Regions from separate parts of the Zea mays genome. Here all the other regions are linked to region 3. Evidence: chromatin contacts called from public Hi-C data. All regions are on one chromosome and are shown on one strand. Each heading gives the region's core, a stretch centred on a gene start, on an enhancer-like site or on the middle of the called end of the contact. The rest is flanking DNA. Distances are from core to core; before and after follow the strand shown. Region 1 holds the start of LOC100383138 (putative ARF GTPase activating domain protein with ankyrin repeat-containing protein). Region 2 overlaps LOC541705 (pyruvate dehydrogenase 2). Region 3 holds the start of LOC100194129.

Evidence for each region. Hi-C and Micro-C count contacts between places; a contact is called where the count stands out from the background.
Region 1: a contact with region 3 is called in a Hi-C map of tassel, with 3 times the contacts expected there. The contact joins the promoter of LOC100383138 here to the promoter of LOC100194129 in region 3. A contact is called at or near these places in 4 of 25 Hi-C or Micro-C datasets (bundle sheath, ear, endosperm and 1 more).
Region 2: a contact with region 3 is called in a Hi-C map of bundle sheath, with 5 times the contacts expected there. The contact joins the enhancer-like site here to the promoter of LOC100194129 in region 3. A contact is called at or near these places in 3 of 25 Hi-C or Micro-C datasets (bundle sheath, leaf mesophyll and tassel).

Annotation. Positions count from the first base shown.
Region 1 is chr1:200,095,470-200,099,957 of Zm-B73-REFERENCE-NAM-5.0, reverse strand. It overlaps LOC100383138 (putative ARF GTPase activating domain protein with ankyrin repeat-containing protein), which reads left to right and starts at 2,182. Exons shown (of 19, transcript NM_001175804.1): 1 at 2,182-2,554; 2 at 3,913-3,989; 3 at 4,093-4,193. The coding sequence starts at 2,510.
Region 2 is chr1:199,739,513-199,744,074 of Zm-B73-REFERENCE-NAM-5.0, reverse strand. LOC541705 (pyruvate dehydrogenase 2) reads right to left here. Exons shown (of 14, transcript NM_001111444.2): 11 at 3,191-3,229; 12 at 2,962-3,086; 13 at 2,761-2,875; 14 at 1,621-2,064. The coding sequence ends at 1,993. Among protein-coding and RNA genes, the nearest start is that of LOC541705, 15 kb to the right of the region's middle. Within about 2 kb of position 2,059, at least 19 of the 20 cell types and tissues checked have an H3K27ac peak or open chromatin away from gene starts, as enhancers often do. A contact at or near this core is called in bundle sheath, leaf mesophyll and tassel, where this site is marked.
Region 3 is chr1:199,886,096-199,890,725 of Zm-B73-REFERENCE-NAM-5.0, reverse strand. LOC100194129 reads left to right here and starts at 2,184. Exons shown (of 4, transcript NM_001367557.1): 1 at 2,184-3,104; 2 at 4,129-4,356. The coding sequence starts at 2,226.

The DNA.
Region 1 (4,488 bases), core at 933-3,432, 210 kb before region 3:
AAACCCCACACCTAACGCTCCCAATTTCTCACTGTTGGCTGCCCCTTATAGCCTTGCTGGCTTCCTGCGCTGTGCCCCATGGCCCTTTCCAAGTCTCATAGACCATATCAACACAGACAGCTGACCCTTCCAAGCTCTAGTGTTCCTAACTGAGGCCCACATGCCCATAATAATTCTTTTATTAATTTTTAATTGTGTATGATGACGAATTGAGAAGAAATTTGACTAATTATGCTATTGAATTGTTGAATAAATGATTGTGTCTGTCATATCCGATGGATATCCGAAACCTGTCCGAAATCCGATGGGCATGGGCATGGATATAAATTTCTACCCGCGGGTACGGACACGAGCAGATATTGGTTACAACCGTGGATATGGTTGCAGACGGATATTTGCAATATCCGATTCGAATCCGATCCGTTGCCATCCCTAGGCGGGAACAAGGCTTCACGGACATCATGCGCACAGTTGTTAAAAAACACGACGAAGATGAGACCTAGCTGTAGCCTGTAGCTGTGGTTAGGGCTGAAAAAAATCGAGCCGAGTCGAGCCAAGTTTTCGAGAGTTTTTGAGCTCGTTGTGTAACGAGCCGAGTTGGTTCACGAGCTATGCTAAATTAATCAACCTATAAAATAATAATAGATATTAAATAATTTTATAAATATCAGACTTGTTCCTTAATCTTAGTCTTTGATGATGGATATATGTCAATTTAAAATTTAGATTATTGATAATATTGAATGATGACTATGTATCTTATATTTATATACTATTAGGTTACCGTACAATACAATATTACTCTCTCCGTCTTATAATATAAGACGTAACCACTTTTTATTCTTGTCCCATAATATAAGACGTGTTTTCTTTATGTATACCTATATCGATGCAGTGATATAGAGAGAACTAAATATATTTCTTGTTTTTTAAAGCAGAAGGGTTACGTCTTGTATACTAGAACTGGAGGAAGTACTTATTAGGCTGGTGCCAACGCAGGCTGCAAGACGGGCGGCACGGCGCTCCTCTCGCCCGACCGAAGGCGAGAGCCAGGTGAGAGAGCGTTTCCGGGCGACGCCGCTCGCGCTCGGCGAGAGCAGGCGAAACCGCCTCGCTCTCGCCCGCGCTGGAGCGCGCGCCCGGGCGAGAGACGGGCGAGAGGCAGGCGGTGAGGCGGGCTACGCACTGGCGCGGGCGGCGTGCGGGCGAGAGTGTGGGGCGAGAGCGAGGTGGCGGCTTCCGATTGGTTCTGCTGGCCACATCAGCGCCACGTGTGATAACCGTTTTTTACCGTTTGGACTCCAAAAAATTTGAAAAAAATACAAAAAAATCACAAATTTCATCTATAAATTATTATGCACTTTGTAGTTTTTAATTCAATAAAAAGTATTATGTTGTGTGATTTCTAAGCGTTAAAATAAATCCGCGTGAATTACTTAATTCTGAAATAGAAAAGCTGATGTGGCTATAGCCTGAGGCTGTAGCCTGCTGCAGCCTGTGCACTGGAGCAGCAGGGGCGAGAGTGAAGGCGAGAGCTGATGTGGCAGGGGCGAGAGGGAGGCTGTGCACTGGACTCAGCCTTAAGGTGTAGCTCAGTTTAAACTGAGTCAACCGAGAGCCAGTTGAGCCGAGCCTCTTTTTAGCTTGTCGAGTGGCGAGTAGAGTTTAGTCATCCAACAAGACATATACCGCACAGTGCACGGTGGTGCGGGTTCGTCCGGGGCCGGCCCAGCGCCCAGTCGACGCGACAGTGACGCACTCACTTTCTTGTTCTGTTCTGAAAACAGCAGTCGTCAAAACGCAGCGACGAAATTGGCAGATCACCAACCGGTCCATTTGTCAGGCTGCCACTGACTCCTGGTCCACCGCGCTTTAGTTAACGGCGACAGAACGCCATCATTAGGGCATCATTTCTGACGACGGAATTAAACATGCGCGTTTCAATTGTTTTTGTTTTAAAAAAAATAAAATTCCGCATTTTCTGCCGGCTCCTTGCAGAAAAAACAATCTCGCTGGATTCTAGCAGTGTCTGCGTCCCGGCCCCACCGTAAATAATCGTTATAATTTGGACTCGCCAGTTAGTTACTACCAGTCTTCCCTCTCCGAACTAAGAGAGAGAGAGAGTGGGACTCAATGCAGCGTTTTCCATCCATCCCTCCCTCCTCTTGCGCATTTCCACCACCTCGCACCAGGCTCCACTCCTCTCCTTCCCTTCCCTCCCCCTTTCGCTCCCCTCCTCGCTCGCCTCGCTTCTCGCCGAGCCACCCGACCAATTCCCCCGCCCCCCGCGCGCCCAGATCGCCGCCATTCCCTTCCCCGCCCTGCCGCGACGATCCCGCTGCCACCGCACCTTCTCCCTCCCGTCGTCCTCCCCTCCCCGCAGCTGGCGGTCGGTCGGTCGGACGGAGGAAGCCACAGCCGGCGGCCAGAGAGCGCCGCAGCGTGCCCGCGGATGGGCTGGTAGGAGGCGGCGGCGGCGGTGACTGTGTTAGCGGCGGCGGCGGCAGCCATGTATTTCGCCAAACTCGATGACTCGCCCATGTTCCGGACGCAGGTGAGAGCCGCACCGTCGTACGTGATCCCGGCGGATCTCCGCCCCTAGCGTCCCCGCGCGTGCGTGGGCGCGTGCCACCTTTTGCCTGGATTCGTTCGTACGGGTTCCTGGATTCTGCCGCGCTGGGTACCGGCCAGCTGGGCAGGTTTGATGCGTGCGCGCGTGTCTCCGCCCCCATTTTTTTTTACCTCCTTGGCGGCGGTGTTGCACATGGCCCGTGGTGGGCTGCGGGAAGGGGAACGTCGCTGACTCGACGCCGCTGCTTCTCCTCTCTGCACGGCTGATGCGCGGCGCGTGCCCGGAATCTCCTCGTTTGTTTGCTCGTTTGGTTTGTGAATGCACGTGGAAAGCGTAATTCCTCCCCCGTGGCCGTGATTTTGCCCTCCCGTGGATCGGCATGTGTTTTATTACGACCTCTCTCTATCGTCGCATCTACTGTACTAGTTTTTACCGTGCGCGCGCGCGCATGTGTGATGTGCGTCTGCATCGTACGGCCATGTTGTTGAATTGTCAATTAGTCAGGTTGGTTTCTTCTTTGGCGTTATTTTTGCGACTTTTTCCCATGGCACCACAACGAGTGGTCCGGAATTAGCTTGGTTTATTTTCAAAGCTGGCCTTTTTTCCCCATTCTATGAACGGGCATCACGAACTAATGCTGCATAGTGCTGCGGCTGTAGGCACATCTCTGTCTGCTGCATATCTTTTGTCGTACACTGACACTAACTTGACGCACAATGTGAATTCTACTTACCAATTAAAAGAATGAGGTTTGAAGCAGTTTAATTTATTTTCTGCAGTTGGGTTTCAATTTCTCACTAAAGCAGATGTGCTTCTTGGAATAAGTTATGGTGTAGGTCAGCTGGTTTATCCGTTTCAGTCCAAGTTCATGCTTACTTCTCAATTATTTTAGCTTTTCAGTAATCATGGAACTAACACAATGGTTTTGTCGGTGAATCTTCTGTTTTCTGTTCCTGCATTATTTTCCCTAAATAATTTGGTCTCTTCTCTTTTCATTTCATAAAAGTAGGCAAGCCTTGCTTCATATATTCCCCATTGTTTGTTTTGACGGCTTTAAAATGAAATGAGAACGCTCCCAGTAGTTTTTTTTGAGTGCGTTAATGAACTTGCACAGCACTTCTGAAATTTTCGGTTGAACAGTGTAAAAAATGCTCCTTCAAGTAGATATTTTATGAACTGTCCAATTTAGAAGGCCTTTGCAGGATTTGTATGTTTTACATTCAAGCTTTACTTATCAATGTGGAAGAAACGAATTTCCTTACTGGTTGCAGTCTTGAATGAAACTTTGTTTTCTTGGATTGATGACTAATTGTATGCATCTTTTTGTTCATTTGAAAAAGATACAATCACTTGAGGAGAGTGCTGAATTGCTGAGAGAGAGATGTTTGAAGTTCCATAAAGGTTGCCGTAAGTATACGTAAGTAACCATCCATTGCCCATGCATTTATTTTGTAATCCGGAGTATGGTTGAGCTGTAAGTCACTCCCTGCGCCATATGCTGATATGCCCTTTTGTTTCAGTGAAGGACTAGGGGAAGCATACGATGGAGATATTGCATTTGCCAGCTCACTTGAAACATTTGGAGGAGGCCACAATGATCCAATGAGTGTCGCTTTTGGTGGTTAGTCATGTTATTTTCTTTGTCTGCTTTTCCCAGCAACATTTATAAACATATCATGCAAGTATGCAGCACGTTGTTTTATTGTTTTGTTTTGCTTAATTTTCTTGCCACCATGTCATCATCCATGAAAAAATATGTAATGTTCAATTCTTTAGGATTATACTGTTTCTTTATCTTTTTTGAACCTGCTTATATTATTTGTTTCTCATTATTTATTACTCTTTCCCCACATAAGAGTAGAGTTGAGCTCAATGTCGTCAGTTCCTCTACTGAGCATACTGAATTTTCATCTTCT
Region 2 (4,562 bases), core at 810-3,309, 150 kb after region 3:
TTGTTAGTCACACCTCTGAAATAGTTATTAGACGCTCCAACTCGCTAAAAATCAGCTATCAACTTGTTAGTTGACCGCCAATTAGCTCTAAAGGTCTGAACCATGGTCTATATTTAGATTTGCCTTTGAGTACATTTTAATAGCGGATATATCTGAAGGTATAAATATCATGAACTTAGGAGAACTCAAATTGATTTGGTTTAAATTTTAGGACCGCACTCTAACGCAAACTACCCACCTGACCTGGGTCTTGATCGGACGTGGGTGCTAGAGATAGCGTATTCTAGCATTTGTTTCATGATTCAATATTATTGGTTTTTGAGTGGTAGAAGCCATGCTCGTCAATAGCTAGGCGTGGTGTCAATCTCGTCCCATCTGATTCTTTTGCTTGTGCTCATAAGGTAGAACGTGTATATGCATATTTATTATAGGGGCCGTATGTGATCCAAACTGTTAGAAGAAATAGATCTCGTTGAGCGATGGCACAAAGTCTAACATGGATACATCAGCTGTCCCTTTTTAATTGTCGTTCTCATTTTCTGTCAATTTTAGCTATATATAGATATGCAATAAAATATTCATAGTTATGCTATATGATTAGTTTTATTAGATAGATCATTAAATCCATTTTTATAATAAACTTATTTAGAGATATAAATGTTGCTAGTATTTTTTTACAAGCTAAAAAATGTGACTAGTACGAATGCGGTAGCGACACCTAACAAGAAATGGAGTATGCTTCCTAGAGAAAATTTTCCTCTAGTTTATTTATTGTTTTAAAGATGGCATCTGATTCGTAAATCGTCTCGGTTTCTGCGCCTGTCCCTTCCTGCCGGCTCGTTTGATTTGACGGGCGGCGTAGTAGCGGCCAAAAGGCAAAGGATGGAATGATGGACGAGGAGGCATCAATCTATCCACCATATGTCCAAAGCTAGAGGCGCGCAGATAAACGGGTGACGAAGTGCCCAAGGAACCGCTGCCTGATCCACAACGCCATCCGCCAGTCCGGCGGCGGTTGACGGCAAGCGATACCCCTCTCGCGTACTCAACGCGTGCGCTGAGCCGTGACCAGGTGAGGCGAGGAATTGGTCATGGGGGAGGAGATCGACCTCGACCAGACACACAAGCCCGCAACTTGCACCGCACATGTATGGCTCTCTGACGTCTCTGCTCTTTCTCTGTATGGGTCTGGGATAGTTCTACACCGCACCCATACCAACACCTGTGCATCGTATAGAGATAGAATAGAATCTTCCGCCTGACCATACATGTCGGCTGGACACGTCTTCAAGCGAGGAGTGGACGTGCCCGGACGCGTCACTCTCGGACACCGCACACCGCCATTATTTGACGCCTCACCTTCAAGGCTTTGACCGAACCATGCTCGCTTCCAGTCTCGGATGGATTCGGATCCTCTGCGGTCGACTGCATGGCTGGTGAGTGGACAGACGGGGGTGCTCAGGGCCACACGCAGTGACTGCTGCACCCTGCAGAGGAACAAAAGATCCTCTAGCACTAGCATGGTAAATACGTACTCCATCCGTTTTGTTTTAGTTATCACTGAATAATGCAAAATTAAACTATCCAGCGACAACTAAAAAACAGAGGGAGTACGTTACTATCAAGAAAGCCGCAACTGGAATCACGACTTGAGGATCTCTTGAGAGTTCCCCCTTCTGAATACAAGTTACTCACAACATCTCGCCACAAGTAAAATTCTCATCTCCAGAGGCTCTGCTGCAAATCTGCAATCATTCGTGAACCATAAAACAGACGCAGAGTCATGCGCAGCCTTCCGGCTGCGGCGGCGAAGATAAGCGGAACTGGAACTGGAGTACTGAACACCTCTCGGTGGCTCTACAAAAACTCAGCTCATGCTATAGTTGAGTTGCAGCGGCAGTGGGTACTCGTCACACCATTATGTGACACGTCTTTCTGCAGCACGGACATTAAAATTAGACAAAGAAATGCAACATGCAGGGTTCTGCTGGACTAGGCGGTTGCTGCCATCGGTACTGCTGCCCTGTAGCAAGCACGCTTGGCTGCCCGGACGATGTCATCGACCTGCAGGTGTGGCAATAGCAAAGAGTCAAAAGGGGACACCGATAAATGATCAATCGCGTGAGCGGTGAGCCTGCTTTCAATGCCACAGGCTAATATCACAGCTACCACGTTCACCTTTTCCCAGCCAAGGCTCCAAAATCCTATCCTAGAAAGAAATATTTGCATCTCCCTGTGGCATCATGGTGGAGATGCAGTGCACCTATCAGAGAGTGTACACAGTAGCCCCTACTACTCCCTGTCCTTGAATTAATGATGTTCAAGACAGGCTAATTAGTTCATTGTTCAACTAGTTAGCTTCCTAAAAAATCATATATTTAAAAATCGGAGGGAGTACTATACGTATTTTCTAAAGAGACAGTTAACTGTCTGCTACAACTCTCACACATGCAACCATGACTGGACTCTCATGTGCTTGACACACCTATGACCTTTGTCTGTTAATTCGGCTATTAACAAAAGATCCATTGTTTCATCACCTAAATTGGCTTTTCTACCCTACCATGTCGAGTACTGCAAACCAAACATTAATTGTACACAATGCAGGTCACAATAAATCCATGTATGCAAGAGGACTGGAATTTCAGCGCAGCAGTATTTTTTTTTCTTTTCTTGAAGTGCTACTAGTCCGGCAACAAGAGTTGTGTAACCACAAATCCGTATGCAAACATAAATGAAAGCGAAAGGACCAGTACGGACCTGTGGAACAGCCATCCTCTCAAGGTTGGCAGCGTACGGCATGGGCACATCAGCTCCAGCAATCCTCTCGACTGGTGCATCAAGATACTCAAAGCTGTCCTCTACAACAGACATGCTGCAAAGGCACATTTCAACCCATTACGAGAGACGCAGACTATACATTATACATTGGGAAGGAGGGAGGGAGGGAGAGTGGCCGACCATATTTCCGCACCAATCCCATGTTGAGGGAAGCCTTCTTCTACGGTTACCAATCTATTGGTTTTCCTCACAGATGCATTAATAGTAGCTCTATCCAGCGGTCTAATTGAGCGAAGATTGATTACCTGAACAGAGAATTACTAAAGAATAAGACAACGACTGGACTCCCAGGGAAAATGAGATCTGACAGCACAAGGCTGTAGTTTAGAAGAAATAAAAAACAAATTACCTCGGCACTGATACCTTCCTTGGCCAGTATATCAGCGGCCTGAAAAATAACAAAACATGAGAATGCAACCAGAATCACCAACTAGAGAATTCGGTTTCTTGTTTTCTTTTTGTGAAAATCGCAATAGAATAAAGTTACACTTTAAAAAGGGAACAACTTCGAGCCCCGGCCTCTGCATATTATGCGGGTAAGGCTTGGCGCTTAAAGATACCCTTCCCCAGACCCCGCACAGTGCGGGAAGCCTACGGCACTGGGTACGCCCTTTAAAAAGGGAACAACTCATGTTACAGATTCTGAGGCAGAGCCAATCCTTACATCCAAGGTGGCGCCATATGCATGTTAATTTCTTAGGTCAACTATGTTCATGATAGACAAGGTTGGACAAGGAAAGCCATACTAAGAGCTGGTTTTATGGACAGGGAAATATAGTGGATCCATGGGGGAGAAATGCGAGGGCAAGTAAGGGAATGAAAATCATTGCTCATCATTGCCAAACCAAGGCAACTCGATAGTTACCATCTGAAAGGGAAATGTGCCCTTGGGCCATTTCTAAGTATTTTGGTGATTGAGTGCCAACTCAAGTGCTTAAAATGTGAATTTATGCAATGGATGAACAAAGTGCAAATCAAGAGCAAAGGTATGTTTCTAAGTCTTAGTACATTGGTTTTGTGTACTAATATATTTGTCTAAGTGGTAGAAACAGAAAGAAGAAGAGAAGAGAAGACTTGGCTGTGTACAGCCAAGAGGCTGTTTCGGTCTGGGGCACCGGACTGTCCGGTGGTGCACCGGACAGTGTCCGGTGGTGCACCGGACAGTGTCCGGTGCGCCAGGCTGCCTCGGCCGAAGTGGCCACTCTCGGGAATTCGCCGACGGCGTACGGCTAAAATTCACCAGACTGTCCGGTGTGCACCGGACTGTCCGGTGAGCCAACGGTCGGCAGGGCCAACGGTCGGCCGCGCGATCTGCGCGGGACACGTGGCCAAGCCAACGGTCGGAAGGGGGCACCGGACTGTCCGGTGTGCACCGGACATGTCCGGTGCGCCAACGGCTCCCGCATCTGCAACGGTCGGCTGCGCTGTTTAAGGAAATAAATCGGGCACCGGACAGTGTCTGGTGTGCACCGGACTGTCTGGTGCGCCCGACGACAGAAGGCAAGATCAGCCTTCCAGATTTGCTCTCAACGGCTCCCAGCTGTCTTGGGGCTAGAAAAGGGACCCCTAGGCGCATGGAGGAGAAAACCAAGCAACTCTTGAGCATTCTTGATCATCCACACTAAGTCTTTGCGCATCCGTTTGTGATTCTAAGTGATTCGAGCTCCGTTCTTGTGAGAAACTGTGAGATAGTCTTTGAGCTCGATTCTTGGCCGTGTGTG
Region 3 (4,630 bases), core at 935-3,434:
ATGTGGAGATTCCTCATAAACGGGATTGAGTTATAAGGAAGACATATGTAACACTCAAGTTTGATCTTTGGATCACTTGAGAGGGGTTGAGTGCAACCCTTGACCAAAGGATGTCACCATAACATAGAGTAGACATTGGCCGAACCACGGTAAAAATTATTGTGTCTCTTGTCTCATTACTTTATTGTGATTATTGTCTTCTTGAGTTCTCATATTCACTTGGAATATTGCTACTAGTTTAATACTCATCCCAAGAGAGCAATGAAGTGAAGAGTTCTCATCTTCCATCTCTCTACTCTCAAACTTGGTTTTATTTATACTAACCCATAATATGGACCAAGTTTGTGCTGCTTTGAGTAAAATTTACAGGATCACTTATTCACCTCCTCTAGGTGCTCTAATAAAGCCACTAACCTAGGGAGAGAAAACCTCTCATATATAACTAAATATCTTATTCAAATGACGTTCTCTAGGATTGCTTACTCTAAAAAATAATACGAATCCTAAAGAGATTTAGGGGTGTTTTGGAGTAAAGTTTTTTTCATTGTTTTAGAAAACCACTGGAATCTTATATACAGGAAGGTGTTTGGCAAGCTAGCTAAAATCTTCGTTTTTAAAACTAAAGTATTGCAAATACTGTAGTTGTTTTAAAGTATTCTAAACTTAGGTCTGGACCTTAAGTTTAAAAAACTACAGTATTTTAAACTATGATATTATCACGACTAAAGTATACTGTAATATTTCAAAAACTGTGTTTTTTTCTTGGCCGGGGTAGCAAACCCCTCCGGATATATTATGCTCTGGTAGGGCATGGAGAAAAACTCTGAGGTCCCGATTATTTCGTTGGAATTGAATTATATTCTAATAACCATAATTTATACACAAACTAACCAATTTAACATATTTTATATTATCCAAAATCATATAAAAAAGATAGTTATACACTGTACTTATGCCATAGAGAAGTAAGTAGAATAATGTGTTATAAGGTGTACATTAGAAAAGTATCATATAAATCTATAGAATCAATTTCCATCTTCCATCCTTCGAATTTAAGATATGCTTATATATAAACTTTAGAAAGTTATGAAATATCATATTTAAAAAAATAGGACGGAAGCTTTAAATCACATCCTCCGCTCCATGTTGTGTGGTGTCATGCATGTGCCTAGGAAATCACTTAGGGCACTCATTTGCAACGCGAGAACTAGGTTCCTGTATTTTTTATGTATAATTTCTGTGACCCGTTTCAAAGGGGTCTTAACCTTTTCTTTTACGAGCAAGGTCACCTCACATGACTCGTGACAAATGAACAAGGAACATCTTATCTCGTGTGTCAAATTGCAGCGCTCAATGTCTGATACGTCTGTTGTCCATATGAGAGGAGGTTAACCATTGTCATCTACGTCGGGTCACCACCGATTGAATTTATCCAGGAATAGATTCAGATATTTATTTGGATACTGATTTTTTACTTCTTTTTCTATTACGAATAAATAAAATACAAAATTTACTACGTAAATCTGTGTTCTTATTTTTAGTATTGAACTTATTAAGATTCATAAAAAGTAAATCTTAAATGTATACTATACTTTTTAAATGATTAGATATAAAATTCTGGTATGTATAAAGATTCAGACTAATTTTCATCTTTTCATTGTAGTGAGCAAAAATACATAAAATAATTTTATTTTTATAAAATATTTAATAACGTAGATTGACATCAAATTATATACATGTCTATTTTAGATTATTAAATTTCACCTAATAATTCCATGTCTAGATCCATGCTTCCATTCATCCATCCACCGCCCATAACCTGGTGGCCCACTGGACCCTCACTACGAATAGTACGAACTCCCCAGCCCCGCCGCGCCAGCTCAGCGGCGAGCCGGGTTCGGGCGAGATATTTTCCGACAGCCCCCACCGCCGCCGCTGCCGCCCGGGGCCGACCTGCCACCTCACCTACGGCTGACACGTGGGGAGCGGGAGGTATCCGCTGTTCTGCGGCGCGTGGTGAGTCGGTCCCCGCCTCCGCCTCGTTGCTGCTTATTGCGAAGTCGCGAGCAAGCGAACGCTCGCCTCTCGCCATTTTTACTCGTCGGCTGGTCCGGCCCCAGCGATTCGGTTTGGTGCGCCTCGTGGTCCACGTGCGCGGGCTTTGTGCTCTCTCTTCCCTCTGTGTGTGTGTCAGTTCGTCGGGTAGGTTGGTGGCGGCGTGAGAGATGAAGAGCTGCGGCGGGGGAGGAGCGGACGGGCAGCAGTGCCCGTGCGACTACTGCGGGGAGGCGGCGGCGGCTCTGCACTGCCGCGCGGACGCCGCGCGCCTCTGCGTCGCGTGCGACCGCCACGTGCACGCCGCCAACGCGCTTTCGCGGAAGCACGTGCGGGCGCCGCTCTGCGCAGGGTGCGCCGCGCGCCCGGCCGCCGCGCGCGTCTCCCTCGGCGCCGACCCGGCGTTCCTCTGCGCGGACTGCTGCGAGGGCTGCGCCGCCGCTTCCGCGGCGCGCGTGTCGGTTGAGGGCTTCTCGGGGTGCCCCTCGGCGGCCGAGCTCGCCGCGTCATGGGGGCTCGACCTCCGCCGCGCGGCCGTGGCCGTGGGCGACGACGGCGACGGCGGCGACGACGACGACCCCTTCCTCTCGGTGCTCGACTACTCCGTGCTGGGGGTGGGGGTGGCCGACACGGACCTGCGCGACCTCTACGTGCCGTGCGACCCACCGCGGGTGCCCGTCCCCGACGCCGGCGCGCGCCCGCTCAGGGGCGAGGCGCTGTGCGACCAGCTCGCGGAGATGGCGCGGCGCGACGAGGCGGACACGTCCCACGCGCACCCGCACTCGGATCTGAGCCCGCGCACGCCTCGCCGCACCTCCGCGGCTTCCAGCGGACGCCTGCCGTCGGGCAAGATGGCGCCCCCCGCGGCGCTGCCGGTGCCGGCTCATCCTCCTCCCGCCGCGCCGCAGGAGGTGCCTCTGCCGTACACGTCCCTGCTCATGATGGCGTCCGCCAACTGCAGCGACCTCATTGGCGGCGGCGACCGGGTGGGTGATACCGACGAACAACTGCTCTGGGACTGCGCTGCGCCCTCGGTGCCGCCCACCCAGGTAAATTTCAAGACAGACAAACACCCGTTGTGAGACGAAAAAACAACATATTTTATTAGCACTCCTATATTACTTATATATATATAGTAAAACCAACCTATTTCCGGTCAATTTTGCATGTAACTCTCCTTATTCAGTTCGGTGGTCTTACACATGATTTAACTCATTTAACATTACATGGCGGTAAAATATTACGCCCTTCGTTTAACAAACCTAACAATACAAAACAAATTTGCAGCACTTCCTATACATTCTACATATCAACCAGACCGAGAAATGCAGTCAAGATCTCGGGTGGGTGAGTGGGTAGATTACCGTATGTGCTAGTTCCAAGGTCATCGATTTACATGCCTGTGTTTTTTTTCAGATCACCAGGTAGAGAAATCCTTGGTTCTGAACTTGTTATGGCTCTTCCTCTGCTTTCCTAGGTTTTTTCAGCCAGGAGGACAGAACGGCCACACTCACAGTAGCTTTCAGTAGAGAATTTGAGATTAAATTGATCTTCCTGTTCTCTGCAATTATGGTTCAGTTTTTTTCACAGAGAGCTTGTAGCTTCGGTAAAGGTTCACGGACCTGTTGTTTTAGACTTGTTGAATGCACAAATTGTGTGGACAAATTGTGTGGGTGAAGATATATGTGTTTCCTTTAGCAATGATGTGAACTATACGTACCTTTCTGAAGAAGCGTTGCTATCTTGATGTGGAAAAAAAGTGTGCTGCACATGACTTCGTGCTACTATCTTTTTTTTATTCAGGATTTCTGAAATGCATTTCACTTTTTAGATACCTACTGGATCATATTTTTCACGTAAGTCTGGTCAGCAAAATCATGTCCAAATTGAAATAATAACTATTTGAACTTTTGGTTGCATGTTTTGTTGTCAAAAGATCATGTACTGCATACTACTAGCGGACGCTCTAGAATCCTCAACCTCCATTCTAATTTCATGTTTGAGTCTGCTTATTATTATTATCAGGGAATGCAAGGTGGTTTCATTGCGTGCTTGTTTCTTTGTGTGGCGCAGATATGGGACTTCAATTTAGGACGGTCAAGGCATCACGATGAGAAATCTGCTCTTGAAGTTGGATACGGTTCTAACCATGGCGGCTTTATGATTAAGAGTTACAGTGACATGCTTAAGGACATTTCTTCGGGGACAACGAAAGATCTGGAAGATATTTATGACTCAAGATACTGCTCAACCGCCGAAGATATCATGTCCTCTAATATCTGTCAGTTGTCATCGAAAAATGTAAGGTCTTCTTTCCCCTCCCTTTTCCGTACCCTAAAGGATGCTTGCTTGGTGTGCACTGTGCCTATCCAGCACATGTGGGGAGGAGTTCACTGTAGTAACAGCGTCAGCTATGTGTCGTTAACCTGTAGCCGCCCATGGTGATAGAAAAATAAGATTAATTAATAATCATGGACGTGAAAGGCGTTACTTATCTTGCACGGAATGTAGAGTTCCTTATTTTCTTCGTACCATTATAGCTCTAAGGTGCAGAGGAGCAAAGTCAAAGAGGGAC